5 separate regions of the Mus musculus genome follow, and regions 2, 3, 4 and 5 are each linked to region 1. The links are chromatin contacts, called in public HiChIP or PLAC-seq and promoter capture Hi-C maps. All regions are on one chromosome and are shown on one strand. The core of a region is the stretch at or near the end of the contact, and the rest is flanking DNA. Distances in the headings are between cores, read along the strand shown. Region 1 overlaps Slc37a2 (solute carrier family 37 (glycerol-3-phosphate transporter), member 2). Region 2 holds the start of Ei24 (etoposide induced 2.4 mRNA). Region 3 holds the start of Fez1 (fasciculation and elongation protein zeta 1 (zygin I)). Region 4 overlaps Pknox2 (Pbx/knotted 1 homeobox 2). Region 5 overlaps Pknox2 (Pbx/knotted 1 homeobox 2).

The links. Promoter capture Hi-C pulls out the DNA fragments that hold promoters and counts their contacts. HiChIP or PLAC-seq counts read pairs in DNA pulled down with a chosen protein or histone mark.
Region 2: a promoter capture Hi-C map of pre-B cells shows a contact between it and region 1, with 2.7 times the contacts expected there. The contact joins the promoter of Ei24 here to the enhancer-like site in region 1. A contact is called at or near these places in 14 of 39 promoter capture datasets (the 3T3-L1 cell line, 3T3-L1-derived adipocytes, the C10 cell line and 9 more), 6 of 484 Hi-C or Micro-C datasets (bone marrow-derived macrophages, cerebellum, cerebral cortex and 3 more), 5 of 115 datasets of contacts at active chromatin or transcription factors (astrocytes, embryonic stem cells, large pre-B cells and 1 more) and 2 of 9 other capture datasets (adipose tissue and embryonic stem cells).
Region 3: a contact with region 1 is called in an H3K4me3 HiChIP or PLAC-seq map of forebrain, with 3 times the contacts expected there. The contact joins the promoter of Fez1 here to the enhancer-like site in region 1. A contact is called at or near these places in 2 of 39 promoter capture datasets (embryonic stem cells and stem cell-derived epiblast-like cells), 10 of 115 datasets of contacts at active chromatin or transcription factors (astrocytes, craniofacial prominence, embryonic basal ganglia and 7 more) and 1 of 9 other capture datasets (embryonic stem cells).
Region 4: a contact with region 1 is called in an H3K4me3 HiChIP or PLAC-seq map of embryonic basal ganglia, with 4 times the contacts expected there. The contact joins two enhancer-like sites. A contact is called at or near these places in 1 of 15 datasets of contacts at CTCF or cohesin (embryonic stem cells), 3 of 484 Hi-C or Micro-C datasets (cortical neurons, embryonic fibroblasts and muscle stem cells), 5 of 115 datasets of contacts at active chromatin or transcription factors (SST interneurons, embryonic basal ganglia, embryonic stem cells and 2 more) and 1 of 9 other capture datasets (liver).
Region 5: a contact with region 1 is called in an H3K4me3 HiChIP or PLAC-seq map of embryonic basal ganglia, with 5 times the contacts expected there. The contact joins two enhancer-like sites. A contact is called at or near these places in 7 of 39 promoter capture datasets (the 3T3-L1 cell line, the C10 cell line, embryonic stem cells and 3 more), 10 of 15 datasets of contacts at CTCF or cohesin (CD8 T cells, the G1E-ER4 cell line, the NIH/3T3 cell line and 4 more), 163 of 484 Hi-C or Micro-C datasets (the 63-12 cell line, the AML12 cell line, the AtT-20 cell line and 89 more), 20 of 115 datasets of contacts at active chromatin or transcription factors (CD4 single positive thymocytes, DN3 thymocytes, SST interneurons and 12 more) and 2 of 9 other capture datasets (adipose tissue and embryonic stem cells).

The regions. Positions count from the first base shown.
Region 1 is chr9:37,227,048-37,233,094 of GRCm38.p6, forward strand. It overlaps Slc37a2 (solute carrier family 37 (glycerol-3-phosphate transporter), member 2), which reads right to left. Exons shown (of 19, transcript NM_001145960.1): 18 at 6,006-6,047; 19 at 2,102-4,609. The coding sequence ends at 6,032. Among named protein-coding and RNA genes, the nearest start is that of Tmem218, 22 kb to the left of the region's middle. Within about 2 kb of position 2,989, at least 137 of the 459 cell types and tissues checked have an H3K27ac peak or open chromatin away from gene starts, as enhancers often do. A contact at or near this core is called in adipose tissue, bone marrow-derived macrophages, cerebral cortex and 5 more, where this site is marked.
Region 2 is chr9:36,794,624-36,800,670 of GRCm38.p6, forward strand. Ei24 (etoposide induced 2.4 mRNA) reads right to left here and starts at 2,711. Exons shown (of 11, transcript NM_001199494.2): 1 at 2,590-2,711.
Region 3 is chr9:36,829,631-36,835,677 of GRCm38.p6, forward strand. Fez1 (fasciculation and elongation protein zeta 1 (zygin I)) reads left to right here and starts at 3,110. Exons shown (of 10, transcript NM_183171.5): 1 at 3,110-3,281. It also overlaps the pseudogene Gm27219.
Region 4 is chr9:36,930,864-36,936,910 of GRCm38.p6, forward strand. Pknox2 (Pbx/knotted 1 homeobox 2) reads right to left here. Exons shown (of 13, transcript NM_001029838.2): 6 at 5,458-5,629. Among named protein-coding and RNA genes, the nearest start is that of Gm34652, 40 kb to the right of the region's middle. Within about 2 kb of position 3,083, at least 96 of the 459 cell types and tissues checked have an H3K27ac peak or open chromatin away from gene starts, as enhancers often do. A contact at or near this core is called in cortical neurons and embryonic basal ganglia, where this site is marked.
Region 5 is chr9:36,947,933-36,953,979 of GRCm38.p6, forward strand. The region is part of intron 5 of Pknox2 (Pbx/knotted 1 homeobox 2); the gene reads right to left. Among named protein-coding and RNA genes, the nearest start is that of Gm34652, 23 kb to the right of the region's middle. Within about 2 kb of position 2,914, at least 33 of the 459 cell types and tissues checked have an H3K27ac peak or open chromatin away from gene starts, as enhancers often do. A contact at or near this core is called in cerebral cortex, embryonic basal ganglia and stem cell-derived motor neurons, where this site is marked.

The DNA of each region.
Region 1 (6,047 bases), core at 1,739-4,238:
TTCTATTCTTCAAGCTCTAACCTTTCCTATCAACTCAGTCCCATCGCTGAAGAAGCAAGGTGTTTCTATTTGATTCCCAGCGTGCAAAGAAATGTGCTGTTATTTCACAGATGGGAAACAGGCAGAGGAAAAGACGGGGTTGCAAGTTCACAGTAGTAGTGCCTCTCAGACTTGAAGCGCCAGCACTAACTCCTCTTCCATTCATTTTCATCTCATACCTTAAAGATCAACTTTTGCTTTCAAGCAACTCCTTAGTTTTCCACTGGTTAGCTGTTTGCACTCACCATTTCTCTCACTCATATCTGTAAAGGTAAAAATTCTTTAGAACTACTAACACTGATAAGAACAAATGATAAATGTGTCAGTCCAGCCATTGGCTTAACCAGATGCGAGAATTAGATACAGAAAATAATCTGGAAACTTGTTGATTACCCTGAGTGGAATGTGACAGTTTAGGACTGGAAAGGACTTTTTATAGCTGATAGAACTGACCCTTTAACCCCAACCCCAAGCCTGGGAATAAGCATATGTCATACGTGCAGACAAGACAGTCTTTATTACGTGCAGCAAAGATGCCAGGTATTCTCAAAGCGCACTGTAAACGCTTATGTCACCATGTATCAGATCTATTAAGTGGGTCTTGTTTGTGTCTCCACTTGATACAACAGGTACAGACTGGGGGAATCATTCAACAGGGGGATTCAGGAGTCAAGGTTGGAAGTGAAGCAGTTTGGCTCAGTGTTCAAGCTCCTAACACTTATATTACACTATGTGTCTGTAAGGTACAAACAGGATTAAAGGGACCAAATTCAGGCCACACAGATCCACTTGAGAGAAACCCCTAGAAGGAGCTGTTGATTGTGGGGAGGAAGCCTGGAATTGGGCAGGAGTGGGGGTTAAAGTAGTTGAAGTATACTTAAAGATGATGTCATTGATGAGCTCTGATTGGGGCACTGTGCAGCAGCCAAAAGAGGGCACATCCCCTTTAGAGTTATTTCTAAAAGGATGGTAAGGATGCTGCTGTACTCGGTGCTATGTGGCCACCCCTGTATACCTGTTAATCTTTGAGGTTTTTGGCTCATGCACGTGCACATGCCTGGTGGATATGTATGCATGTGGAGGCCATAAGTTAACCTCAGGTGTCATTGTCAGATGCCATCCATCTTGATTTTTGTTTGTCTTAGGTAAATTCTCACTGTCTGGAGCTTACTATCTTCCTGTTTCTGCCTCTCGAGTGCTGGACAATTAACTTGCCCCCATACTTTTCTTCTTCGAGCGTGTTCTGGGAGTCAAACTCGGGTCCTCATGCTTACCCGGCAAGCATTTTACCCACTGAGCCAGCTTCCCAGCACTGGGAGCTCCAGTTTTTCTATGCTTCTGACTGTAAGTCGGTCATGCCTGTTTTGCACTAATGATGCGTATGAGTTTGCTATTGCTGCTGTAAAACATTACAAACTTCACATGGCTTAGAACAATGCACATGTATTATCTTACTGTCTCACAGGGCTAAGGACAATACTGTAGGAGAGATTCTAGGGGAGGACCTATTTGCATTCTTTAGCTTCTAGAAGTCCCTCACATTCCAGGGTTGATGAGCCCTTTCTGCATTCAGAAATCAGCAATGTAACATCTTCCACTGTTTTCCACCCCTGCCTCACTGTCATTCATGAGAGCCTTGTAGTTATCCTGGGCTCAGTTGACAACCCATCTCAAGAAGTCTCGTTTATCATGTAGCACAATATATTTATGGGATCTAAGAATTAGGGTGTAGACAGTCTGGGGGGGGGGAGGCATTACACCTTCTACAGGATATAGGGTTCCATTTCTTAGCTGTAAGGATGGCCTCCTTCCACCCCCAAACCTCCCTTATTCCCATAGCCTCGTGGACAAGGTCGGTTGCTTTGTCTAGGTCTCATGGCTCCCTGCAGCGGCCCTCCCCACCCTCTGTCTGGTCCCATGTTTAGGTCCTTCCTCACTCCTTCAGTGAAGCCTTAAAATTCTCAGCTCTACAAGAGGCTCTTTCCCTTCCAGCTACTTCCCACCTGCCACTCCTCATACACACTAGCCCAGCCTCCCAGTGGGTCTCTAAAGGAGAAACACAAAGAGTTATTGCCTTTTAATTACACGTGCTATTGTAGCATCTATAAGGAAGAACATTTTAAGCTTAATTGAGACCAAATGTGAAGTTAAATTAAATGAATAACTAATTAAGGTAATGTTCCTGCATTAGCCCCGTGTGAGTGCAGAGGCCTGAGAGAAGACAGGTACCAGGCCTCTAGTGAACAAACTGTGCGCAGAGCTGGCGTGTTGGGGGGATGAGGAGGGTGCAGAGAACCTGGCCTGGCAAGCGAGTGCAGAACGGTCCATGGGGGTGGTGATCCTCAGCCTTTGGGGTTTTCTCCAACCCTCTTCTTACACCTCCAGCCTAAGCCTTCATTTTTGAAGCCTGGCTCTGGGCTCTCACAAATCTTTTGAAGCTTTCTAATGACTCTCTTGCCTGCCTGGAGTGCATGTGTGCGTGTGTCCATGCTCTGGTCCTTATCCCAGCATAGGACAGCATGACAAGATTTATATTAGCTTCTTCTGTCTTCTGCTTCTCACTGCCTTTTCATATTGATCATCCAAGGCCCTTGGATTCTTCCTTCAAATACTGTCACACGTGAAGCCACCAGGATCGCCCCTACTGGCCCTGCCCACCAGTCCTGTCGCATCAGGTCTGAACTAATGAATGATGTAGCCCTCAACTGAGGTCATTGCTTTGTAGCTTGTGTTGTTTCTATTTTCATAGTCTGTCTTCTCTGCAAAGGAGACAAGAGCAGCAAGTGTGACTAACACTTATCTCCCTTCACACCAGTCCCATGCCTTGAGCAATGTTATTCCCCTGTGTAGATGAGGAGACAGGAAGAATGTGGTAAGTAATGAGGCTGAGATAGAGAAGACCTCCTAGAACCACTCCTCCCACACTGATCTCTCAAGAGGCTGTGTCAGGAAAGCAGAGTCTTCCTTCTCTGCAGAGGAAGGAATAGCAACCCTGCCTGCCCTGGACTCTACTACGGGATGCTATCACCATCTAGTGGCCTACAGAAGTAACACAGCTTTGCCTTAAAGTCTGTCCTTTCCACATAAGGTCAGTCTTTCTGGTCTTGAGGGATTTGTGAACACTGAGCAGACTACCATGTGCCAGCCCCTGCCCTGTACCAGGTCCTGAGGATAAGATGTGCCTGACTGACTGCTTCCTGCAGGACTAAAGTGAGAACCAGGCAAGTGAGCTTTATATTTTATTGCTGAGGCCAGTGTATCTAGCTAACACACTGACTGACACAACATCCTAGTAAATGCAATGGATGTATCTTGTATGGGGGTCTAGGCTCCTGCTGGATTGCACAGTGTTATCAATGTCATGAGCAATGCCCTCTGGGAAAGACAGCTGTCGCAGCCCCAGAACACCAATCTTTGTTGTTCATGTGACAATGCTTTACTGCCCCTCACGAGCCCCATGGCTGCTGCTATGCCAGGCCCTACCAAGGATAAGCAGTGGCACAGTTGGCAAAGGAAATCTGTATTGGTGCTGATGGGCAGCTTAGAGGTCAGGCGGAAATGCCAGGAGTCAGCCTGGCATGTCGTGAACCAGGACTCAAGAGCGGAAGGAAGGGGCATCAGAACACCAGGCAGAGGGTGGCTGCAAGGTGTCTCCTAGCAACTGCTCAGTAGCAGTTACGCAGATGTTTCCAGTGGTATCTTCATTTCTTGCTAAACTTGGCACCTATGTTCAGGGTTAAGTTCTTCCCATAGCCACTTCCTGTTTGTTCTTAAAGGACAGCTGTCATGACTTGAGCACCCAGTGCTTAATTCACACTGGCATTTGCAGTTGTATACAACACCTTAGTCTTCACCAAACTGACCCTGATGTCTTCATCCACTGAGGCATCTTAAGAGTGAGGCAAGGAAGGTACTGGGCTCTGAGGGTGGACACGGTCAAGAGCCCGAGAGCAAGTTCCCCTACATTTAGTACTTATGACAGCTCCCGTACCCCATCCAAGCCTTGACTCTGCAAAGGCAGCACTAATGCTTCAAAGTGGCTGAGTTATCAACAGGATCGAGTGGAGGATAGATCAACAGGGTCCTACTTGGAGAAATACAGAAAGAATAGTTCATAGACAGAGACAGACACAGAGACAGAAACAGAGAGAGAGAGAGGCCCAGCACCTTTGAAACAAGGTGAAATCCCTCATAGGTACAGGATAATTACAGAGGTTTATAATTTAACATGGGAAGGAGAGATGCACCTTTTCCAGGCCTTGGAATCCAAACAAGCAAGAGTCTGAACCTGTCCTTCCTTTCTGCTTTCAGCCCATTCCTTCTGATTGCAGTTCCCAGAGCTCAGGCCTTGAAGTCTGCCATGTTCCCATGCTTGGTGCTCAGCAGCCCCTTCCCATAGAGTTTTCTGTACCCTTCCTTAGTGGCAATGTAGCTTGGGGCTAGACCAGTTAGATCAGGAGGCTTTGCCTCTCCCTGTGATGGAAGCTTCCATTCTCTTGCTCATAAGTTGGGTACCCAGCAGGGGTGGCCCATGTTGCTCTTCCAATTGAGGCCTCAAATTTGTTTGTACCTGCATGAACAGAGGGTGGGATGGAAGAGAAAGTAAGCCACAACTTAATAAGCTTCTGCCTTTCATGTCTACTGTTCGTAATTAGGGTTCCCCTTTACTTGTTGGGCAGGCACTAACAAGCCAGAATAATATGGGAAACAAAGTGTTTCTGCCACATTTGGCCACTTCACAAAAAGCATCACTCCCTATCTCATTCTCTCTGTGCCTCAGACCAACCCTGACAGGCATTTGAGGAAAACACCCCCATTATGTTCAATGATGCAGAGCCTGAGGAGTCTGCCAAGGTCTTAGATAGAGGTGAGTGTACAGAGAAACCAAGAACCTCAGGGACTTCAGGTTCTCAGCCTAGAGCTCTCCTTGTCCCAGCCATTTCTTAATGGGCCTGCCAGGAAGAACCAGCCTGGGAGAGCTGCAGTGCCCAGAAAGACAAGCTACCTCCACAAACCTGGGTTCCGCTTTAGGTTCTGCCAGGACTGGCTCCTCACTTCAAATGAGAATACCTGCCTCTCAAGGAGGCTAAGAGGTGAGCCACAGGGAGGTGAGCCTGGCCTCCACTCCAGATCACTACATACTTTTCTCCCTTTCTGCTTTTCTTTCTCTTCCTGGCTCCCTTCAAGCCTAGCCCAGAGAATGTAGGTGAACAGAGAAAACTCATGCTGTCCAGTCCCCTGCTCCCGTCCTCCAGAGCAGGGCAGGGCGGGGCGGGGCAGACCCTGTGAATGCCTGCACATGCACCCCTGCTTCCTGCTTCCCTGCCTGTGTGACGCTTCTTAAAGTGCAAGCGCTTCCCCAGACCGTGTGGGCTACCATGACCCCAGGAGATGGTTCTTCACATTTACCATCCAGCCCAGGTCCAGGCTTTGCCAGCTCCTTTTCTTAGTAAGACGCTTCTGCCTGAAGAGCCAGAAAGGCCCCAGGGACAGTCACCCAGTCACCAGCACCTCAGCCTCTGACTCAGTCACTGACCTCTGCGACTCCCACACCCACCACCTCTGGACACCAGGCAGAAACCACACCGGATTAAGCACTGTTTGCAATTTGTTCCGGAGGCTTTGATTGGTAGTTGCCCTTTTCTACACAGCCCAGGCAAAGGGGTCAGATGATTTCTGACATTTAGGAGGCATCTGCAGCTCTGCCTCAGTTCAGAGAAGAAAAGATTCCAGATCTCTGGCCCCTTTGCCCTGCGGGTGTGTTCAAAGCCCTCTGTAGCATCTCAGATCCCCTGAGAAATAGGTCCCAAGCACCGTGCTCTGACTAGCTTGAATCTCCAGGTATGGCTCCCAAGGAAACAGAGAAAGCTGGCGGGCAGGAGGGAAATCACACGCAGGAGAGGAGCGGATTCCCATGCAGCCCACATTCCGATGGCGTATTAGTCATACTTGAAGAAAATACTCACAAAAGTCATGGGACTTGAGGAAAATACTATCGCGGGTGGGTT
Region 2 (6,047 bases), core at 1,461-3,960, 430 kb before region 1:
CTACAGGTGGGTTGTCCTCTGACTTCACAAGCACACTGGCCATGGCTCATTCACATGTAAATGCAAGGTCATGCAAACAGATGCAAACAGACAATAAATGTTGAAAAGAACTGATAGAGAAAAAAAAAGTACAATTCAGTGGTAGAGTGCTTGCACGGTATGTTCCATTCCCAACACCAAGAGAAATTAAACTGAGACTGAGGGCTGGTGATGAAATCCTAGCATCCCAGCTGCCTGGCAGGCTAAGATAGGCACAAGTTCAAGGTCTACACAAGCTGAATTAATTAACAACTGGATAATTTAAAAAACTCTCTCAAAAACAAAACAAAACATTGGGAATATAGTTTAGTAGAGAACCTGCCTCGCATACACAGTCTCTAGTACCAAAATGATAAGAGGGTTCATACTAGAAAATCTTGTTTTTCAAGATGGGGTTTCTCTGTGTAGCTCTGGCTGTCTTGGAACTCACTCTGTAGACCAGGCTGGCCTTGAACTAAGAGGTCTACCCAGCTTTTTAAAAAACAACAACACACAAAAAAAAAACCAACTTAATTTTATGAAGATAAGTGTTTTGCCTGCATATATCTGTGCATCAGTCATATATTACAAATGTGAGCTGCCTTGTGGATGCTTCGAATTGAACCTAGGTCCTCTGAAAAGTAGTTAGTGCTCTTAAACATTGAGCCATCTCTTCAGCCCCTATATATAAATAATCTTAAAATACTAGTCTCTCAGCTGGGTAGTGGTGGCGCACACCTTTAATCCCAGCACTTGGGAGGCAGAGGCAGGAGGATTTCTGAGTTCAAGGCCAGCCTGGTCTATAGAGTGAGTTCTAGGACAGCCAGGGCCAGAGAAACCCTGCCCCCCCCCCAAAGACTCTCAATTATTTAATTTCTTTAAAGTGAACTCTCAGGTGAATGGAAAGTCTGCTTGCAAAAATATGAGATTTTAGGATTCCAAAGTTATCATGCCCCACCAAATCAAGCTTAGAATCTTCAATTTAAGAGATAATAAAATATAATAGTCAGCTTGTATACAACTCAAACTTCAAAACATAAAGGATACTTTCCTTGACCTCTGGCCACTTCAGCACCACACTGACCCAACTGGACTGATGCCATTCAGAACTGGACAAACAGGGAGTACAGTCAGAAGGCTGCCTGCATCTGCTCCTTACGTCAAATCCTACCCAAATGTGCTCACCTAGAGAAGTTCCTAAGGTTAGGAAACATCTGTTACTACTCCCACTCCCCCCTCCTAAAAAAGCAGAAAAAGAAAACCTCAAGAGCTTCAATCATGTGTACAGAGAAAGCCAGTGCTCTAGGAGTTGTGGTAAAAAGCAGTCCATGACCAGGAAACTAGTAAATGTCCAAGACACTAAGGTATATCACAAATGTACCACCATCTTAAGCAACAACTTGCTCATCTACAAATAAAGGGTAGCATATTAAAATTCTTCACGGGATAGAGTACGACAGAATAAACAAAGCTGAAAAAATTCTGGATAAATGTAATCCTGTTAAAGAACACACCCGACTTGAGGTGAGAAAATCCATTACTCTAGTTTTCTCCAAGAGCCCAGACAGGGAGCTTCAAAATCTGTCATATCCCAGAACCACTGTGTTATTTGACTCCTTGGCAGATTAATACCCGGCTTCTTCATGTACCAACTAACAAAGTACCAGTGACCAAATAGAGCCTTTAAAGGAAAGGCCATTATTATACCGTGGGCCTAACAACTTTTCTATGGGAGAGAACATTTGGTATGAATTGCCCTGTTTAACAAATTGCTGAGACAAGCAGAAAAATAACCTTCCACGATTTGAGACCACACACTGACTGACACAAAGGGCTCTAACAACAGAGAAAACCAAGATGCATCATCTGGTTCACAATATTTTACATATAAACGGTTTGTCAACAGTGAGTGAAAGCTAATTACAACCAACTTTGGAACTTCAGTGTTCTAACCGAGACTGGACTTTTTGGCTTAAGCTTTGCAACGAGGATTTTTGTTTAACCCAAGCATCACCTTCCTTAAACCTTGAAACACTGCTGGCCAATAAATTTGACAGTCTTTAGAACCGATTAAGCACCTACTGAGACATACTCCTGCACTTTCATTCCGAAGCCACCAGATTCAAGTCCCGGAAGGGAGGAAGCCAGTGTTTCCCACTCCAGGTAGGGAAAAGGTAAACACCCTCACGCATCACCCGGCCACAGGCTGCCTCCTGGGCAACCTGGGGTACTCGGCCCCTTCTCTCCCGCAGCGTCGGGGCAATTGGGGTGAGAACCCGTCTTCCTCCCCAGCCACTGCCGCGCACAAGGTGCGGACCTCGCTCACTGAGGGTCACCGGAGCTAAAGATAGCCCCGCCGCACCTGGGGAAAGCCTGAGTCCCGCGCGCCGCCGCCAGGCCTGCCCCTGCCGCCTTTCGCGTCCCGGGCCCTTCGGGGGCCGGGGTCCTTGCCGCAGCCCCTTCCAGAACCTTAGGAACTAGCTCCGGCCTGCCAGCCCTCGATGGGCCCTGCCGCCCAGGCTGCGATTTGCAAGCGGCTCGAGCCCACTGCCCGCCGCGGCCTGCACCTACCCCGCCACCCTACCGCCGCGGCTCCAGCCAGGGCGCTCGCCCACCGAGGCTCGGTTCGCCTGCTCCGCGCCCGGCTGCCCGCTCCGCCCGGGCGCTCGGAGAGCCGGGGCTGCGCCCACACTGGGCATGCCCGGGCCGCACGGGGCAGCTGGGAAGTCGGGCGGGCAGCCTGCCGGTCGCTGGGCAGGGGCGGGGCTAGCGAGGTAGGGCGGGGCCATACCGGGGGGCGTGGTCTGGGAGCCTGGGAATTGTAGTTGGCTGGACCTCAGAGTCCAGACTCATTCTGGGTATCCAGGTCCAGGATTCTAGACCTTTGTTGCCTCCTAGTCAAACCCCTTCTCACTGTTGAGCGATCGTTAACCTCCTTAATCTATCTACACATCAGTGCTGGTCTTTCTGATATCCTTTAAGAACAAATGATGAAAACAATAAAATAGGAGACACCTTGATAATTTGGAGGCTTTCTATAAAGACTAATAAACCAGGTATGGTGATGCACACCTGAAATCCCAGCCCTTGGAAAGCTGAAGAGAAGAAATGGTCCAAATTCGAGTCCAGCCTTGGCTACCTAGTAAGTACCAGCCTTGGCAGAGCTGTGTAACAACATCTTGATTCAGAAAAAAACAAAAGCAAAAAACAAAAACTCAATAGAGTAATCAGTTATCATGCACATGCAAAAAGCCCTGGCTTCAAGTCCAAGAATTATATTACACAGGGCATGATAGTACAATCTCAGCACTTGGAATTTGGAGGCAAGAGATCAGAAGTTTGAGTGATTCAGAATATAAGGCATCAACCACTTAGGTAGCATTTAGTGCGGATTGTAATGATGGAATGGCTGTGATAAAAAACAAGTAGAGATTGCTGTTTTCAACTGGCTCATTTCTAGCCTGGCTCCATAATTTCTTGTCATGAAACTGTAGGAAAAGCCACTTTTACCCTTTTCAGGTTTCTCCTTTGAATTTAAGAAACAAAACCCAGAAAGAGTCAAGTATAAGAAAAGCATACAAGTTAGCTAGTGAGTTAGTAGTGACTGACATATAAACCCTGAGAAGGGAATGAAGAAGATTGGAGATGGGTTTTCTTTTATTTTTTGGAGGGGGATGGAGGGAGGCTGGAGACAGGGCTTCACTCTATAGCTCCGGCTGTCCTGGAACTCACTCTGTAAATCAGGGTGGCCTGCCTCTGCCTCTGCCTCCCAAGTGTTGGGATTAAAGGCATGCACCACCACCCAGTTAGTTTAGTCCAGAGGAACAGAACTTAATGAATATATATGGGGTTTATTAGAATGACTTACAGGCTGTGGTCCAACTAAACCAACAATGGTTACCTGTGAATGGAAGGTCCAAGAGTTCAGCAGTTGTGCACTTCACAAGGCTGGGTGTCGAAGCTGGTCTTCAGTACACGCTGGAATCCCAAAGTAGTAGGCTCTACTGCCAGTGGAGGAATGGACTTGCCAGTGAGAGCAAGAGCAAGCAGGAAAGCGTGAGTTCCCTTCATCCATGTTCTTTATATAGGCTGCCAACAGGAGGTGTGGCTCATATTAAAAAAGAGTCTTTCCACCTCAAAAGATCTTGGTTAGGAGTCCTCGCGGCTGGGTGTGGTGGGATGTACTCACTCCTTTAGCTCCAGTACAGGGAAGGCTGAGGATTAACATTAAATTCGAAACCTGGCATGGCGCACGCCTTTAATCCCAGCACTTGGGAGGCAGAGGCAGGCAAATTTCTGAGTTCGAGGCCACCCTGGTCTACAGAGTAAGTTCCAGGACAGCCAGGGCTACACAGAGAAACCCTGTCTCAAAAAACCAAAAAGGAAAAAAAAAATTAAGTTCGAGGACACCCAGGACTAACACCCTGTCTTGAAAATAGAACTAGCTGTGAGGACCAGGCTGGCCTTGAACTTAGAGGTCCACCTGCCTCTGCCTCCTGATGCTGGGACTAAAAGAGTGTGCCACCAGTTCCCAGCCCAAATGTTTTTAAATGCCATTGTGCAAAGAATGGCAGTTGTAGAGAAGTGGTGGGTGGGGCTAAAGAGAAAAAATCGCATTTTGATAAGGTTTGGTTTGTACCCCACCTATTAACTATTTTTTAAAAATCTAGCCCAGTTAGACGTGTATACTGGACAAGTGCTTTATCACTGAGCTAAATTCCCATCCCCTTCAAATTCCTATTCAAGTTACTTTTAGAGCAGCAACTCCCTGCTTTTAAGAGGGAAAGGAAGCCGGGCGTGGTGGAGTATGCCTTTAATTCCAGCACTCGCGAGGCAGAGGCAGGCGGATTTCTGAGTTGAGGCCAGCCTGGTCTACAAAGTGAGTTCCAGGACAGCCAGGGCTATACAGAGAAACCCTGTGTCGAAAAACCAAAAAATAAAAAGAGGGAAAGGAGAGGATAATTGCCCCTCTTGGCCTGGCAGTGTAGCTCAGTGGTAGAGACCTGACTAGTCTTCCTCTGGCCCCACCTTTAAGAGAACTCCTTTCTTGCTGGTTTTGTTTCACTTTTAAGTGCTCTTAGCTCACAATTGCCCTTATAGAAAAATGGCATCATTTAGGGTGGCCTATTTGCTTACTCTCTGAACTATTCTGCCTCTTCTAGAAGACTTTGTTCCCTACTCCCAATCTCTTCTATGGCTCTTCACTTCTTTTTCTTCTTATTTCCCTTTGCCTTCACCAATGCTTAGACCTGCTACTGATCGGGTCATCTATAGAATCAAATGCTTATTATAAGCCATTATTATTATTATTCCTACGTGGAAAGAACCTGAAACCCAGATGTCAAAGTCAATGGCAAAACAAATGCCCAGACCTCTCAGATATAGCATAAGTGAGGTGGCCATTGCTACAATACAACATCATGTCCAAAAGCAGCTTGAAGAGGAATGTATTTGGCTTACAGTTTTATATCACATTCTGTCAATGAGTTAAAGTCAGGACAGGAACTTGAGGCAGGAAGTGAAGCATGAAGGAACATTGCTTACTGACTTGCTTTACGAGGCTTGTTTGGTCTGCTTTCTTATAACACCGAGGCCCACCTGCCCAGGTGCAGGATTGCCCTCAGTGGGTTGGGCTCTCCACCCCAATCATTATTCAAGAAAATCCAGCCTTACAGACTTATCAACAGGCAATCTGATGGAGACATAGTCTCAATCAGGGTCCTCTTCCCAGGTGATTCTTTACCTAACAAACTGACAAAGAACTAATCAGGACAGCTCTCTTCTATTTCAGTGGACTAACATTATTCCCTGGCCCAAGTTCAAGAACCATTCTAGAATAAACTTCCCCTTTCCCTGGTGTGCCCAAATCTTAGCTTCTTGTTCAAATCAGCAAGATAAAATGGAGAAGGGATCAAAGCTTCCAAAAGTAAAGTCCCTGCTGGTTTCAGTGTTTGGCACAAATCTGAAATCATAGCATTGGAAAGATAAAGACTAGAGGATTCCAAGTTCAAAGCTAGCCTGGGCTATAT
Region 3 (6,047 bases), core at 1,860-4,359, 400 kb before region 1:
TTCCTAGCATACATGTTTTGTGGTAGAGAATAACTGCCTTCGAATGAGGTAGCTAAGAATATATTTTGAAATTTGGGGAACATTCTATATCCCTTGTCATAATAAACCAGGGAGTTTTAATCAGCACAGGTGATTAAGGGTGAGCTGATGTAGTGATTCATGCCTGTAATCCCATAGTGTGTAACTTTTCCTGGGGAGAGGTGAACAAGGTCTATTCACCCAAGATAAGGTACCAACAACAGACCAGAGAAACAACTCCACACACATCTGGCTCAGTGAGCATGCATTATTGGGTTATTTGTTTATTGGAAGTACAGGCAAATGGTTACTTATAGAAACATAGCTAACTCAAATGTCATTGAAAAGCCCACTGCAGCATGGGTGACAAATGGTCTTTTCCTTGGAGCTCCACACACAGTTTATAGACAGTGTGGCTGGTTAAAATCTCTTCTCCAGCAATTAATTGTTACTGCTTATAGTAATGGTAGTAGGGCACTTATGAATCTTGTGACTTTCAGGAGATTCCTGAGCCTTGGATATGTCATTTACTTCCTGAGTCTTAGCTTCCCTCTTTCCTTCAAGATGGAACCATACAAATCAGAGGAAATAGCTACACAACATCTCAGTCTTGGGAGGCTGAGACAAGAGGATTACTGTGGGTTTAAGGCATATTGTATAGTGCTTTCAAGGCCAGAATAGACTATAGTCTGAGATCCTGACTCTTAGGGAAGAAGGAAGGGAGAGAGGAAAGAGGGAAGGAGAAAGAGAGGGAGGGAGAGAGGGAGAAAGAGATTAAAGATAGAGATGGTCAGTCATAAAGGTGTCATACACCTTTAATCCTCAGGAGGCAAAGACAAAACAATCTCTGAGTTCAAGGACAGCCTGGTTTATATACTGAGTCCAACTAGAGATACACCATACCAACAGCAAGACTCCATCTCAAACAAACAACAACAACAACAACAACAACAAAGCACCTAAAACCAAAAAGAAAAAAAATATCATTACCAAATCTGTACTGAGTTTTCCTTCCTTGGCACATGTCACTATTTCAGCTGGTCTGTGTGTGTGCTGGCATCTAGACCACCAGTCCTCAGGAAGTGCTTTCAAATCCTCACAAAACCAGTAACAAAATAATTAACACTGAATATCAAATTCCAGGTGTTTTACATCATTTTGCATAATTTAATTTCCATGTAGCCCAGACTAGCCCTAAAGTTAAAAGAGTAAGTGTTTACTCCTGCTTTAGCATCCTGAGTGCCGGGTGTGCACACTTTTGCCACCATGCTCAGCTGGAACACTGGGGTTTGCAAAGACCAAACTCTTTCCCAAAGACCAAACTCTTTCTCAGTTCCAGTACTTTCCTCACAAGCCTCTCTCATACTCTGAATATTGCACATGGAGTCTTTTTTAAAAAGATGTATTATTTATTTTTGTAATAACTATGTGTTGATGTCTGAGTATATATATATATACCACTTGAGTTGCAGGGACACTTGGAAGCTAGAAGCAGGTGTTGAATCTCCTGGAATGGAATTTTGGCTTCTCAGCAGTTAGTGCTCTTCATTGCTGAACCATCTTTCTAGATCTAAGAAATAATTTCTAGGAGTTGAGAAGCATGCACAATAATTCCCAGCAGCACATAAAAACAAAACAAAACAAAAACAAAAAACAAAAAACAAGCCGTGGGTATGAAAGTACACATCTGTAGTCTCAGCACTCGGGAGGTGAAGGTGGAAATATCAGACGTTCAAGATCAACCCTTGACTACATGGTTTGAGCCCCCACCCCAACCTCCACTACACCTCGTACCACCATCACCAATCAAAACCAGCATAGAAAAGTGCATTAAAGCTTCTGCTAAGGAAGTAGCCAAGGGTCATAGCTCCTCCTCTCCTTCCTAGAAGTGCATTGCATGAGTTCACTCCCTTAATCTAACAACAGGCCTCGGAAGTGGGAGGTATAACCCTCATTATGTTGATGAAAACGTGAGCCGCAGCAAGGATAACTTTCCCAAGGTCACAAAACCACATGACGCCAGAAAAATAGGGTTTAGCATCTATTTCTTGTTTTGCGTGTGTGTGTATATAGGTGCAGTTGCCATAGTGCTCTTGTGGAGGTTGCAGGACAATGTTGTGGACTCAGTTCTCTTCTAGCACATTCATGGGAGTCCCCAGAGTCGGGTTCAGGTTTAGACAATGAGCACCTTTCACCTGCTGAGCTCTCATGACCACTTTTTTTTCTAACAAGAAAAACACCCTCATGTTTCTAATTACCAGGAGGGCAGAATGGCTAATACTTTTTCTAATTTCATCAGAGATGATGTCCCCCTGCCTTCCCTGCCCCTCATGATTGAACTGTTGTGATAAGAGTGCATAAATCAACATAGGGAAGACCCCCTTCACCTCCCGGCTGTCATTCTTGGTTTGGCCTAAAATCAGACAAAATTAGGAGGTGTCACCAGGCAGACATGCCTCTCTTGTGCTGTCTTTTCTCTTTTCTTTCTTTTTCTTTTCTTTTTTTTAAAACTACATTATTAGATTTTATATGAATAGCATCTCTAAGCACAGATTTACATACAGCACATCAACGTGTGAGGTGTAAAGTCTGAAGTCTTTCTATTCCTGGATCCCCCTCACTCAAATTTCTCACTTGCATTCCACAGTTTTGGATGACAAAATTATTCCCACCATCCAGCCCCCTCACCTTGGAGCTATGAACGACTTTGGAGTAAGGCGCACCTCTTGGCTTGTCCACTACAACCCCTAATAGAATAGGAAGGGCAGTCCAAAAAGTGCCAGAGGCTCTTTGAGTGTGTCTGTCAGTATCTGCCTGCCCATCTACTCCATTTGCCTGCATTTTTATACAAAACCTAGTGTTGGGCCATCTGAAGAATCCATATTGGTAGCGATTGCACGCCCCCATCTCGGAGCTTCTGAATATTCATGTGGGAAGCAGAAGGGCCAGTATCAAAGAAGGGAGGAACGGCAATTCATAAATATTAATAAAGGTAGGTCCACGTGCTCTAAGGAAGCTATGAGTGTTCACGACAGGATGACGTTCAGGCCCTGGGCGCGCCCGTTAGGCGGGTTCCCGAGTGCGGGCGCGCCTCCGGGAGCCCGGGCACGAGCGCGGGGACCAGGCGCAGCCGGAGCAGCGGGGGAGCGCTCGCTGGCTGGCTTGCCCGCTGACGTTGTGCTGCACCGGGCCACCTCTAGTCGGTGGTTGGGGATGTCTGGCTGAGCCCTGGGATCCGATTCCTTCCTCCAGGACCCGCTCAGGTGCGGTGGTGGGAAAGGCGATCTTAGTCTGGACTAGCCCCAGTCCTGGGGGCGGGTGTGTGTGTGTGTGGGGGGGGGGGGGGTCGAATTCGGGTGGTGAAGAAGACCAGAGGATTGGAGATTCTCTCATAGGATTCCTCGGGTATGCGCTACTCTCATCTCCTCTGGGTCTTTTCCTCAGAAGTAAAAAGAAGGGTTCGTGGGCCGTCGTCCTGGTCTTTCCCAGTCTTGCGGGAGCTCAAGCTCAAGGGCCCCGGAGTGGGTACTGGTAGCATCATCTCAGAGCATCGTGTGTGTGTGTGTGTGTGTGTGTGTGTGTGTGTGTGTGTGTGTGTGTGTGTGTTCATGTGCAACACAGTGCCGGGAAACCCTATCTGATGGTGCTGGAGCAATGTGGACTCCATATGTCATTCCAGGACCGTTATGTGTTCCGCTTATCTTAGGCGTCTCAAAATCATCTTTGTCCCTACGAATCTGATCCTGCAATCTACTTGTGCCCCTCCGCGGCGTGTGGAGCCTTCCTCAGACGGGGCATTCTCGCAGTGTCAGACCCTCTGGCTGCAGTCCTCTGGGAGCGATTGTTTTACTACACAGAGCAGGTTGGAGAAAGGACGAGTGTGACGAAAAGGAGTGTGCAGAGCCCGCCCTCATCCTTGGGGCCCAGGGTGCTGCAGAGCGGAGGTTCAGCTGAAGGGGTGTTATACAATCCGTTCTTCTTGCCCTCTTGTCTTTCCCTTTGCATCTTGTCTCCAAGTACGACTCACCCATCCCGGTGACCAGGTCTTATTTGGCAAAGGGAAGACAGTGGAGTATGAGCAGGGGCTGCGTGGGATGAGCCGTGCATCCTCAGAGTGCCAGCCATTGTGCTGCCTAGAAGAGCCTTTCTTTACTCCGACAGAAGAGGGAGAGGAGGTCTGAAATGGAGGTGAATGGAACAGAAGGGGGGGGGAGGGTACCGAGTCCGGTGAAGGGGTTGCTGAGCCATGTGCAAATGAGTATTTATTCTTTCTGGCAAAATGGACAGCTTATACTAGCCAGGTTTTGCAGAAGAGCAGTGGGAGTCTGGAAGTGGATAACAGAGGGCATTTTAAGGATCTATATGGGAATGGGAGGGGAAGCACAGAGTCAACTGGTCTACAGAACAAGTGATGGAAAGACCAGGGAGATGGGATGGCATGTGTGGAGGTGCAAAGAGGCCCAGCAGGGGAGGCACGATGAAATCTCCCTCTCATCCACCATGCATTCAGCTCAGTGAAGCAGACTGGGGACTTGTACTGCAGACCCAAGCTGCAGCTTCTGTACTGTTAGGCTGCAGGGAGAGGCTTTTTCCCATGTTTCCTTCCGAGTGTCTGTTGAGGACTGTGCGTTCCTCTTCTAAATTACACCACATATTTGGAGTCCTAATAAGTGGAATAGATTGTATGGAACACTTACACTATAGTCCTGGATTGTGTTCAATAATAAAAAGACGAGTTTCCCATGATCCCTCTCTGCCATTTTCACATATTTATTTATTTTGGAATCACAAAGAAGATGGCTATTCCTTTTATTAACATTAACTTGTGTGTGTGTGTGTGTGGCAGGAGGGTGGGAGGTGTGAAGACAGAACCCTAGATGTCACATATGCGCGGCAAACGCTCTGTGGCTTAGTTGCTCCTGTAGCCTTAACGTTAGCTTTTAAGGGAGGAGGACTTGGAGAGAAGCTAAGGCTGAGGAGCCAGCAAACTTGCCAGGATGGAAGGATGCAGGGTTACTTCAGACGTTTCAGATGAGAAGTGAAAGCAGTCTACCTAGAGGAATAGAAAAGAAGATGGACTAGAGAAAGAAGGTAGGGGGGCCAAATGAATGGGATATGCCAGCACTCCAAGCCTGGGAACCCCTTCTTGAGGTTTGACTCTCATTTACTCTGCCACAGCCCCAGATACAAATGCTCCACTCAGGTTAGAAACCATGTTAATACAAATTCCCAATATACAAGCTCAGTTTTAGCATCATCTGTCTGATCATTCACAGAGTACCTCACGGCTCCTGGGTGATGAGTTGCTGAAAAACCAATACTATAGATTGAAAACAATATTATAGATTGTTTCAACTAACAATGTTTCTGGACTCTGAACCTTGATATCCATGTCTTCTTTTATAGCCATTTTTTTAAACTTTTATTTTTAAAAAGTATTGGCTGTGTGTATGTGATGTGTGTGTGTGAGTGTAGACGTGAATGTGCCACACAGCACAAAGGTCAAATTTCAGAAATTAGTTCTACTGTGGGATCCAGGGAGCAGACTTAGGTCGTCACGTGTGCAGGGTGAGCACTTTTAACCGACAGAACATCTAGAGGCCTATTTCTTTTTATAGTTTTTGTAGGTATATTTTTATTCTTTAGGGGTTGTCTGAGTCAAATATACTCTCTTTTTGATACTCCATTTTATTTTGATTATTTTTACTTATGTGTATGTGTGCAGGGGCCATATGAGTTCAGGGGGCATTGAAAGCCAGAGTCATTGGATGACCCCAAAGCTGGAGTTAGAAGCATTTGTGAGCCACCCTATGTGGGTGCTGGAAATCGAAGTCGGTATGTGCTCTTAACCACTAAGACACCTTCCAACTCCTAAGCACTTATCTCTGTTTGGTTTTCCAGCATTCCAAGCTCAGTACGTTTGTTGACGTGCTTGATTGAGGCAGGCTTTCATGCATCCCCAAGCCTGGTGGAACATGCTATGTAGCCAGGGAGGGCCATCAAGTCTTTCTGCCACCGTCAACCCAGTG
Region 4 (6,047 bases), core at 1,833-4,332, 300 kb before region 1:
TATGTAATTTATGATAATACCTACAGTTTAAAATTGTTATGAATATTGAGTAAGATCTTTTTGTAAACGTTTCTGGTATGTAACCCAGGTGTTTAATAAATGTCAAATCCTTGTCTTCATGCCCACACAATGGCCACACACAGCTTCAAGTTCTTTTCTAAATGGTCGCCCCTCTTGTAGGTTTTGGCCTCTTCATTTGATGATGGCGACTCCTTGTCTCTCAAAACATCTGTAAACACAGCAGTTTACAGCTTGCAAAAGGCTTCTCTCCCCATTATCTTATTTGAGTCTCTTCACCTCAGGGATACAGGCAAGATTATCCATCACTCTGCTAAAGATAAGGGAACAGGAGCTCGGAGATCAGATAGCCTGCTCCATTCCTTGCCTTGGGGGCAAGCTCCTTCCATTTTCTCTTTCTGCAGATTGGGAAGGTAGGTGCTCTTGTAGGGAAGAAGTTTATATATGCACATTTCTAAAGTGTGTGAGCCTGACATTTCCTGGGGGTCACTGGAGCAGCCAAAGCTAAACCATAATGAAGAATGTTTTCAGCCTGCACCAGCCTGGCTTGGCCAGTTGGGAGTGCCGGGTCACTAGAATAAAAAGGGGAACACAGAAGAAAGGTGAATGTCAGGGGCTGGAGGATTGCCAGACAAATGGATATTTTATGGAAACTACCGTGCATGGCAAGTTAAAGCACATTTGTGTCGAGGACTGGCACTTCCACTTGGATGGTGTCAAAATTTGGAGAAGCAGTGAGGGACTAACCAGAGATCACAGGCTGAGCCTCTCCAGTTAGACAAACTTTTTTCAAACCCAACTAAAGGTGTAACTTCTTGGCTACAGTATTCTTGGTCCTTGATTTCTCTCTCTACTAAATGGGGATAACAGCTCCCTGCTGGGCTTGAACGAGAATCTGAGGAGACGAGTGGGGAACTCAAGGAGATGGGTTTGGAGGCTAAGAGGTTTCTGTCTCATACTTAGAACAATTCGTAATCTCTGCACTTTCACTTCCTTAGCTATGAGATAATAGTGACACACTGGTCAAGGGGTGATTGAGCTCAGTGGCAAGTGCCTGCCTAGCACATGCAAGGTTCTCCGTTGACCTCCAACACCACAAAATAAATACAAAGGGGCTCTCAGTCATGGTGAGGATTGAAGGAAATGTAGTTAGAAAAGAAGTAAAGCAAAACCTGACTCCTCTCCTAGAAATCTCTCTCTCTCTCTCTCTCTCTCTCTCTCTCTCTCTCTCTGTGTGTGTGTGTATGTGTGTATGTGTATGTGTGTGTATGTGTATGTGTGTGTATGTGTGTGTATGTGTATGTGTATGTGTGTGTATGTGTATGTGTGTGTATGTGCATGTATGTGTATGTGTGTATGTGTATGTGTGTGTATGTGTGTGTGTGTGTATGTGTGTATGTGTATGTATGTGTGTGTATGTGTATGTGTGTGTATGTGTGTGTGTGTGTGTATGTGTATGTGTGTGTGTGTATGTGTGTGTGTGTATGTGAGTTTAGAGTTGGAGCTGCATTTCACAGCTTCGTTCTCTGCTCTGTTTTGTTCATAGTTGCATGATCCCATGTGTTATCTTACTTCCTAACATGAGGACTGCAGGGCTGGAGAGATGGTTCAGATGGTAAATCGCTTGCTACACAAGCATTAGGACTTGAGTTCTATACTCAGCACTCACATAAAAATGATGGGCGTGGTGGCCTGTGCTTATAATCCCAGTGCTGGAGGGCTGGAGACAGAGGGTCCCTGGGATGTTTGGATAGCCAGTGTAGCAGCCAGGCCACCAGAGATAAAACCACACACACACACACACACACACACACACACACACACACACACACACACAGACAGTATGCAAGAGAGAGAGAGAGAGAGAGAGAGAAATTGAGAAGGGGAAGTGGTCTGAGAATTGAAGCAAGTGCCTCCAGCAAAATGGGGATAATATTGTTAATATTAATATTAAGCTTTGTGAGTTTTAAATAAGATAATAGATGCAAATAACTTAGGATAGCACCTGGTACCTGTAAGTGGTCTATAAATGTTAATTATCATCATCATTGATATGCTTATTTCTCTTGCTGTTTCTGGTGTCTGTGAGGTTTTCAGCTCCCTTCTAGGCAAGAGCCTGGACTGGAGGATAAGGTGAGTGACTCTCAGATCAGGGCTTGCTGAGGTCTCTGTGGGCCTACAGCTCTGAGCTGGTTCCTTCAAGTGACTCCTCACTCCTAGCCTCTGGCCTCCAGGCCTGCCTCTTCAGAGTAGGCCCAGGGGCCTGGGAGGCCCCATTTTGGAACTGGCTTTGCGGTCAGGCAGCTATAATCTGTCCCTGGAGCCACACCAGAGTCTCATTAAAACGTGCCCCATAAATGTTAAAAAATTTACACATAAAAAAATTCCATGCATGAAACTGAAACCGTACGTTTTACAGCCTTAGTTTGAAATCTTGCATAATATATAAAACCTTGGCCTTGCACCGGGGGCCCGTAAATCAGATTTTATAAAACAAAAAGCTTTTACCTTTCAAAGGGGTTTGGGGAACTTGCAAATTTTACAAACTTTACCAAGTGCCAGTCAGAGGCTGCTAGGCCCAGGGAGGGTGTCGGATCTGGAGGCCAGGTTAGAAAGAAGCATGGTGTAGGAACTGTACTATATCCCAGAGGGGTCACCAGGGATTCCTGATTTAACCACCTGAGAATAGAAAGCTGCCCCCGAAATGGATCTGGGGAAGGTCCTAGTCGGGGCTCCAAGGAGATATTGGTTTCATTCTCTTATGTGAAGGCTTTATTGTCACCAGGGAGAGGCGGAGTGTCAGTGGGAGAGGCACAAAATCAGGAGTCAAAGACCAGGGTTCTCTTCTATGGACGTGAGGATCGCTGTGAGTAAAAGGAGATGGGAGTGGACATCTTTCTAAGGTTGGGTTTCTAACCCCAACCTTTTTGTAATTACGTTTTCCTCACAGTAGAGGCGCTGTGGAGCAGCAAGCTTCCAGGATTCCCTCCCTCAGAAATCTCTAACTTGGATCCTCTCTCAGAAATTTGGGGCGGTACTGGGAGAGCTGACTCAGCTGTTTCCATGGAGACTTGTCAGGAAAAGCGGCTCTGGGAGACTGTGAGGAGCACGGGAGGGTGTGACAGGCAAAGAGCTACAGGGAGGGAAGGAAGAACGGGGCTTCCCAAGAGGTGGGAGAAAGCAGGGGAGGGTCAGAGAGGGGCTGGAGGAGGGTGTTCAGAGGGGCAAAGATTTGGGGGAATCCAGTGCCCTCCCGACAATCTCATCTATGAAAGTCAATATTCAAGGGCAAAGGAAAGCTGCCCTCACACACACATATATAAAAAATAAATCTCTCAATTATCTCAGCTCATTTGCTTGGGGTCCCTCATTTTATGTCCCTGCTTGGCTGCGCAGTATATCTGTCCGGAGAAAGAGTTACAGTCCGTTGGGCTACGTGTGCGGGGTTGTAAAAAATACAGATGCCAAATTAACTGGCTGTGGCACTCGGTAGCTGATTGAGCTGGTAATAACGGGATCTGACCTTTTTCTAATTTCTAATTATGTGCATCTCGGCTGTGCTGGCGACATGATTCTTGTCCTAATGATGGCTCCTGTGCTTGGCCTCTGTGTCTCCTCCTTTTGACATAGGGCTAGGAACCAATGGCAAAGGGGACTGTTGGATTTCCCTATCCTACCCTAAACGTTTCAGGCTCCTGACCATGGTGTGTCTTTGACAGCCAGGAGGTAAGCCTGTGGATCTAGAACACGATACCACATTGAGATGAATTTTCAGATGCAAAACATTTTTAAGGGCCAAGTCTATGAGCCATCCAGTTAATTTATCCCAGTCGCATGAGTTGGGTATAGTTAGCTGTATAGATGAGGAAACTGAGCATCAAGGGGTTCGGTCACCAAGGTCCTACCGAGAATAAATACTGACGCAAAGCTCATTACATGTGTGCACGCGTGCAGTTACCCTTTCTCAAGCATATCCTGACTTTTTGAAAGAGCTGTCTCTTTGCTCCATAGCTGCCTGAGGCTAAATTTGAGACTTTCCTTTCCAAATTGCAAAGTCTCCTAATTCCAACTAGCTGAGGAGCAGGGCAGGGCTAAGTTAGCCTGGCCCTCCACCAGCTGGAGGACCAGCACACTGGAATCTTCGAGACTGCAGCCAGGGTTCGATGCCTGCTAGGGAGGGAAAGAGCCAGGGATGAGCAGAGGTAGACTTGGGAGCTTTCACTAATATTCCTTGCAGCCAGTAAGAGCTTCTTCCCCGTCTGAGCCCTGCTCCCACTTTTAAATCATCACCAGACCGCAAACCTCCAGGCCAGTGTGGGTTCTCCAGGTAGCATCCAGTGCAGTTCTTCACAAAGTACTGCACTGGATGCCAATAATAGCGGCAATGTGAGTAATTTTCAGTCCAGAATAATGCCGAAGTCAGCCATCTGCCCTGTAGATGTACTGAATATGTGTGTGTGTGTGCACACGTGTGTACTCATGTATATGTGTACATGTGTGTGTGAGAACATGTACTTTCTTTTATAGTCACTTTTATTTCCCAAACTCTTTTCTTTTGGGGAAGCTAAATTCTGGGCAGAAGAGGCCAGCACTACTATCAATCAGTGTGTCTATGTTGAAGAGCACATTTGCAGAGTTCACATACAGGAAAAACAAACAAACAAACAAACAAAGAAATAGGTAATAATTCCAGGAGACGACTCAGCATGATGAGCAAGCACAGTGGCCTTGCCAACACCCCTCTTCAATAGAAGTCACAGACTAGATGAGGACTTCAGAATCCTATACAACAAGGCAGCCACGAAAGCTAATGATGGCAGTTCCCTTGGAAATATAGAATGTAGATTCACAGGCCCCCTTTGAATCTACAAAATCACAGTCCCACAGTGCAGCCCAGGAATTTGTATTTTACAGGATGTAGTACTGATCTGAGTAGCAAACTATTTGGAGGTATGATCTATTGTGTCCAATAAGAGGGAAGAACCTTTGTTAAATCTAGCAGGACCAGGTCTTTCTCCATATTGACATGCTTGAACATGCCTCTTACCCTTACACATCTGTCTCTTCTGCCAACCACAGTAGCACATAGCCACCAGTTCTCTGTGCAAACTTGGAATAGCTACCTCTGGCAACCTGGCCACTAGAAAAGAGGTTTTCTCCACTTGCTTAAACGGTAAGGTAACAGATGTGCAGACGCTGGTGCCACCAGAGGTACAGGTGGAGAAAACACTGGTAGCAAAGCCCACAACTAGAATCTCAGTTAAAAATACTGGGAATTGTTCTCAACCATAAAACAGTACACATAGTGCCTGTTCAGTGGTGGACACTCACAACTTCTTGTTAAATCAACTAATGAAGGGAACACTTTTAGAATAATATTTGGGATGGGATCACAGGGAGGGAAGACTCGAGCCGGGATGGAGGGTAGGGGATCTTTACCAGATTGTCCAGTTCTGGGTCATCGCTGAAGAAGGGTTTGTGTTCCTGCTCCTGCTGGTGGACAAAGTTCTCGATGTCCACATCAAAGCTGGCGGAGGTGATGCACTCGGAGCCCTGGGTGGCCTGTTCACATTTCTCAAACAGCAGCGTCAGGAGCGGGAAAAGAGGGTGCCTGCGGGGACATCAAGAGCTCACACATGCGCACACAGAGACCAGGCTGCTGGTGGGGCTAACACACCACCTGTTCAGCTGCCCCATCACTTCTTTTCCCAAGGTCCAACTCCCTGAGAATGCCCCCGGTCCCCAGGGTCTGCAAAAGTGGCAGCATTTTTATCTCTGGAATGAAGGACCCACTCCTAGGCTCCCAAAGAGTGCCCACCTTTTTTCCCCCATGGTCAGATAAATGGCAATGGAGAGGTTATAACTTTTCAAAGAGGTCGATGTTCATTTCACACCCAGCATGGGTCTGGGAAGGAAACGTGGGAACTCTCTAGAGAATTCTTGAATGTGAATGTTAGCACTAGGTGACATGCAAGCTAAGATCCATAGCACTGTCTTGGATATGTTCATTATAGAAACACATACACACA
Region 5 (6,047 bases), core at 1,664-4,163, 280 kb before region 1:
TTTGCTCCTTAGACCTGATGACCCTGCTTGCTTCAATTTCCCAAAACGTTCAACAGCAGCTGACACCCACAGAGAATGCTTACCATCAGCCAGGTGTGCACATGTGGTGTGTGCCTGCACACGTGTGTGGGAGCATACTTGCCCATGCAGAAGAGAGCCAGAGGTTAATGTCAGATGTCTTCTGCTTTCATTCCCACCTTATTTTTGAGATGGGTGCTTGCCCAAACACCCCCATCACTGCCATTACAAATAAGCACTTGCCCTGCCCTGTTTTGTTTGTTTTTAGAGATCCAAACTCAGATATCCATGTTCCAGCTGCAAGCACTTGAGCCTCTCCCCAGCACCTGCCCCCACCCAGGTTCTTTACTAAGCCTTTGCCTGTGCAATCTAATCCTCTAGGCAGTCCTGATGAAGATACAGTGTTACGCTCACTCACATTTAGAGAGGAGGAAGCTGGGACATAGAAACACTGAGTGCCCAGTTGCGGAGCCAGCGCGTGTACTATGCAGCTGCCAAGGCTGCTATCCTAATTCCGAGACCTACATCACTGAGTGTTTCAGACTGAGTAGGCCAAAGCCACACAAGATGGGCCTATGCTTAAGACCTCCAGGCCACTCAACACACTGCTGTAGGCACTGGGCATTACCTAATGTTATGTAACTTTATCCTGGGTATTAGTGTTTTCTTTTCTACAGTTGAGAAAATGGAGGCTCTGAGAGATTAACTCGCCCAAGGTGACAAAGTTAGTTATCACCACGTCTATTTCTAGAACATTATTCTACTTCCCCTGCCTAGCATGGGTTGCTAAGCTGAATTTGCACCTCCAGCTAAAAGGACTGTCGGGATCAAGCCTCAGGATTCTGTGACCTTCAAGATGCTCTCCTGGGAGTGATCTGACCGATACTCAGATACTTGCTGTCCTGTTTCCTCCCTTCCCCCACAGGTATGGATTTGAGAGGAACCCAGTCTGGATGCAACGGGAATGGGTGTAATATACATAGCACTTTAGGAATTCACCTTGGTTTGTTGAGTGACAGTTGGACTTAGTATGAGATCTCAGGGGGTGGGACACACCAGTGTTGAGGCTCTCTGCTGAGTAGTTCATGGGAACTGGGGGACTGGTTTAAGTCTTCGGTGTGCAGTATGCAAAAAACACCAAGAAAACAGTGGGGGAAAGGGTTTAAAGCAGGGCTTCTGGAATTGCCATAAAGGAGTTCTCTCACTGGTAAGCCAGCAAAGGTTCCTGGACCAGGGCGGATGCTGAGAGTGAGCTTGCGCAAGCAGAGAGAAACAGTACTGAGTAGAATCCCCAAAGCAGAAAACTCTTGGCCTTGGCATTCAGGTGTGGAGCACCATGGCGCTTACACACGTATCCAGCTCTTACTCCACCCTCAGCACTTTCTGAAGTATTTAAGTCATTAAAGAGAGAACATTTCAAGTTAAGATCCCAGAGTTAGACCCGAAGGGACAGACCGGGGAGAGGATGAGCAAGGCCATTGAAAGCTAATGAATCTGCACACAGGATCATCTCCCTCCCTCTATCAGCAATAGAGACTGTGTGCCTGTGACATGGATCTTCGAATTTGGATTGTACTGAGTCCTGTCTGTGTATTTCTTTCCAATTCTTCAGTAGCAGTTTTGAGTGGGTCATGGAAGGTACATTTACAAAACAGAAATTGGCAAATGTTATGAACCATGCTCCTCGATTGTTCCATCCCCTACCAATTGCCAGCATCTCAAACTAGGGCCACAGTGTATTTATGGGGTACTGTCTAACCTATTTAATTAATCCCCTCGACAAGCAATTCAACACCCTCTTTTTTTGTTGTTTGTTTGTTTTGTTTGTTTGTTTTTTGATTTTCGAAATAGGGTTTCTCTGTGTAGCCCTGGCTGTCCTGGAACTCACTTTGTAGACCAGGGTGGCCTCAAACTCAGAAATCTGCCTGTCTCTGCCTCCCAAGTGCTGGGATTAATGGCGTGCACCACCATTGCCTGTCTCAGCACCCTCTTTGCCTATGCTGCTAAGGCTGACTTGTGTAACTTGCTGAGGACAGAGCAATGAGCAGGATAGACAGAAACCCAACTCTGTCCCCATGGAGTTAACAGTCCAGCGAGTGGAAGGCACAGAAATGTTAATCCAGGTGTTAATCCAATTAATTTATCGAGTAATGGAGTAATGGCACAAAGAAATACGGTTAGAGATCCTCCACCCGATTCTGCAGCTGACCCCTAGTGCTTTTTAATGGGGAAGCAAAGCATAGTTGGTTTTACTATTTTTTGGCTATTCAGACCTCCAGCCCACATTTCTTTATCGTAGGTAACTTCAGCACCAACAGAGGGGGGGGGGTCAGAACTCTCAGAGAGGTTCTTGCAGTCATAGGAGAGACAGCCAGTACCTTAGCTGAGCATGCTCTGCAAAGTCACTCTCCCTCCCCCACTCGCCCTCCTCCCCACCTCGCACCTGGCCAGCCTAGCTCCCTGCCACTCTTCTGCTCCCCAGGACATCACGGTTTCCATGGGAACCCACACACTTCAAAGGGGAATGAAGGAGTCTGGAGGGGGAGGAAGGGGAGTGAAAGCTGGATTAACCTCACCCTCTTGGCCCCATCTCAGCTCTGCATCCTAATCCCTCGGTCTCTAACTGCACCTGACACCTGACCACTGTTCAGCAGCGTGGCAGGTGGGGTGTGGCAGTCCAAGTTACATCTGAACTTCCCTGGAAGGAAACAGCAGAGTTGAGGTGGGGGCTGAGAAAAGTGAGGACCATCCAAACCTAAACCTCCTACTCCACAGGCCTCCCCTCCTCCGATCCCCTCTCATCATTGCTCCTGGGCCACAAACACAATTACGCGGGATGTGCATCCAATCATGGGATCTGCTTGGATTAGACTGAAATCATTAATCTGAGCCGGAGCTCCTGGTTGCTTTGCTGATTAGCCCAGATGATGCACCGGTATGATCCAATTAAAGATGGGCTCTGCTCGTCCCTTCCCCCAGCTTCCAGATCAGAAGGGAACCAATACATTTCATTAACACGTCCTTATACACAAATAAAACCTTAGGGGCACTGGCAGGCTTTGTCATACTGTCCCTCTGCCTGCCGGCAGGGCAGGGGTGGGGGGAGCTTCCCCCATCTTTTCCCATCTATAGTCCTGGAAGGGGCCACCGGGAAGACTTCCAAAAAAGTAGTGCTGGGCACTAATATGAATGGAAGGGTCTTGTTACATTTATTGACATAGAATGTGGACTCCCTAATGTGCTTTGGAACAACCAAACTGCCCAAGGCAGGCAAATCTAATTAAAATGACTGACCCTACAGGAGACTGGGTGTCCAAGCAATGGCTGCAGAGAGGGCTGCTGATACTAATAGGAGAGGTGTGAATATAGGAGATAACTCTGGGGGCTCTGGGCCTAGAGGCAGTAGGGCCAGAGAGCTAGGCAATGGTATAAGCGTTAGCTCCAACCTAGCTGCAAGGAGCCACACAGCCATGTTTGCCTAGGAGTCTCTGTATTGGGTCAGATGGTCACAAGTCCGCCTTGGGCAAGTGCTTTTGTTGGGTTATCCCAGGGGAAGATAGGGGATGAGCTGGAAGAAGCATTAATTAAAGGACTATCTGAGTCATACTTCACACGACACGGTGGACAGGACTCATGGGTCACCCCTCCTGTGGACTGGTCTCGTGCGTCAACTCTCCTAAAGCTTGGCTTGGGTACAGCATGAGCCTGGCATCCTGGGAAGGATGCTGGAGCCCAGGAATCTTGCTGTGATGGTCTTTTGGAGTGCAGCTCTGCTTTACATCAGCCACGGTGCCAGGGGTTTACATAGGCTGCTTCATTAACCCCTCTTAAATATGCTTCCTGAGTCTATCATAAACCTTCAGGCTCAGTGAGAGGGAGGATCCCGCTTGCATTTCCAGAAACTTTATTTCTAGCAGATACCATGACTGGATGCACAGTGGTGATTGTGTTTGTGGCCTAGGGGCAATAATGAGAGAGGTCAGAGGAAGGAGGACCGGTGAGGTGGGAACTGGGGGTTTGTATAAATTTGCTCAGTCTTCTCAGCCCTCCACCTTAAGCACCATGCTTTCTCCCAAAGAGCATCCTTTTTAAAAATTGTACTGTTGTCTGTGTATGAGTGTTTTGCCTGAATGCATGCTTGTGTATCACAAAGCCAGAAGAGGGCATTGGATCAACTGGAACTGGAGTTAAAGACTGTTGTGAGCTGTCATGTGGGTGCTGGGAATCAAACCCGCATCCTCTGGCAGAGCAGTCAGTTCTTTGAACTCTCTAGGCCCAAAGATCGTCTTAATGAAAGGCACCCTCTGTGATCTATGCTCACCACACCCACCACCCCTAAGGGTCTGAAGAGATGCCTGAGAACACCCTTTAACGTGCATATGAGTCACCCAGGACCGTGTGAATTTCATATATAGAATCCGGAGGTTGGACTTCAAGATGTTGCCTTTCTTATCAGCTCTAATCTAGTCCTACGATGTGATGCTGCTGGCCCGTGGACCACATGTGGAATAGTAGTTGTCTAGTCAGGCAGTGGTGGTGCACGCCTGTAATCCCAACACTTGGGAGGCAGAGGCAGGCGGGTTTTTGAGTTCAAGGCCAGCCTGGTCTACAGAGTGACTTCCAGGACAGCCAGGGCTATACAAAGAAACCCTGAATCGAAACAACAACAACAACAACAACAACAACAACAACAACAAAACCTAGTATTTGTCTAAATTGAACACTATGAGCCATCAGGCCATGAGGGTAGCTTGCAGAGGTCATTTTCTTTCCTCTCCCTTCTCAAGCTGCTCACAGAGGCTCACACTTACATGAGGTATCCAGGCTCATTTATAGGCAGCTGTGTAATCACTCTTTCCAGACCAAGCTGCTCTGGCTACTACCTGATCCTATAACACAGCAATTTCTGTTTTACCTCAAAGGGCTAGCCTGCCTTCTTCTCCACATGGTGGAGTCCCTTGCTCAGCCAGTAAGACCAGGCACAAACACTGCCTCCAAAAGGAAACCTGCCCATTTCTCTGAGTACACAGTGGTGCCTTCTTATTTGCATATCTATTGGTACCTGGTGTGACAAGTACTGGTGTTTACCTTCCTACCCTACTCTCTCTCTCTCTCTCTCTCTCTCTCTTTCTCTCTCTCTCTCTCTCACACACACACACACACTCTCTCTCTCTCTCTCTCTTTTGTTTTTTGTTTTTTGTTTTTTGAGACAGGGTTTCTCTGTCCTGGAAATCACTCTGTAGACCAGGCTGGCCTCAAACTCAGAGATTTGCCTGCCTCTGTCTCCCAGGTGCTGGGATTAAAGACATGCACCACCACTGCCCAGCCCTACCTGACTCTTTCCCAGGAGTCTAACACAGTGCCTGAAATATTAATAGTAATGACCCTATAGGAGAGTATGAGGGAGGAAGGAAAGGACACTGAGGGAGGCTAGTTTGCCCTCCCTGGGAGTTATCAATGGCAGTTACTGTGAACAGATTCCAGAGTTCTTTGGGCAGAGCCCTGCATTCACAGGCAGCTGGGCCTGGCTTATTCTTTGCACAGGGGAGGACCGGGTACTGTTTTATTTTTCTGCAGGGCTTAGGTGTTGGCATTAGAGGCAATCAGCTTATCTGAGTAACTAAAAATAATGCTGAGGATAATGATAATAACATCACTAATTACCACCATTACCATATAGGTATTGTCTTTGGGGTGTGGGGGAAGGAAGGAATCAGTCTTCCTATTCATTTGTCTTCCTGTTCGCCTGTCTTGGGCGCATTATTCCCCGTTATGGGAATTAGCTGTGCCATATACTTTTCCCAGGTATGATGTTACACTTGCTGATGCATGGGAACATGGGAACTTGAACGGGTGAATGTGAGCCAGAGTCCAGCCTCAACACCAAGTGAAGACTTGGGCCTCTTTTCTTTGTACTGTGGGATCCTCATGAACAAATAACTAACAATTTCATTTAGGTCTGTTTTGAGATACCTACAACTTCTTCCCAACCACACACACAAGAACCAGAGTTCTTTAAAGCTGATGGG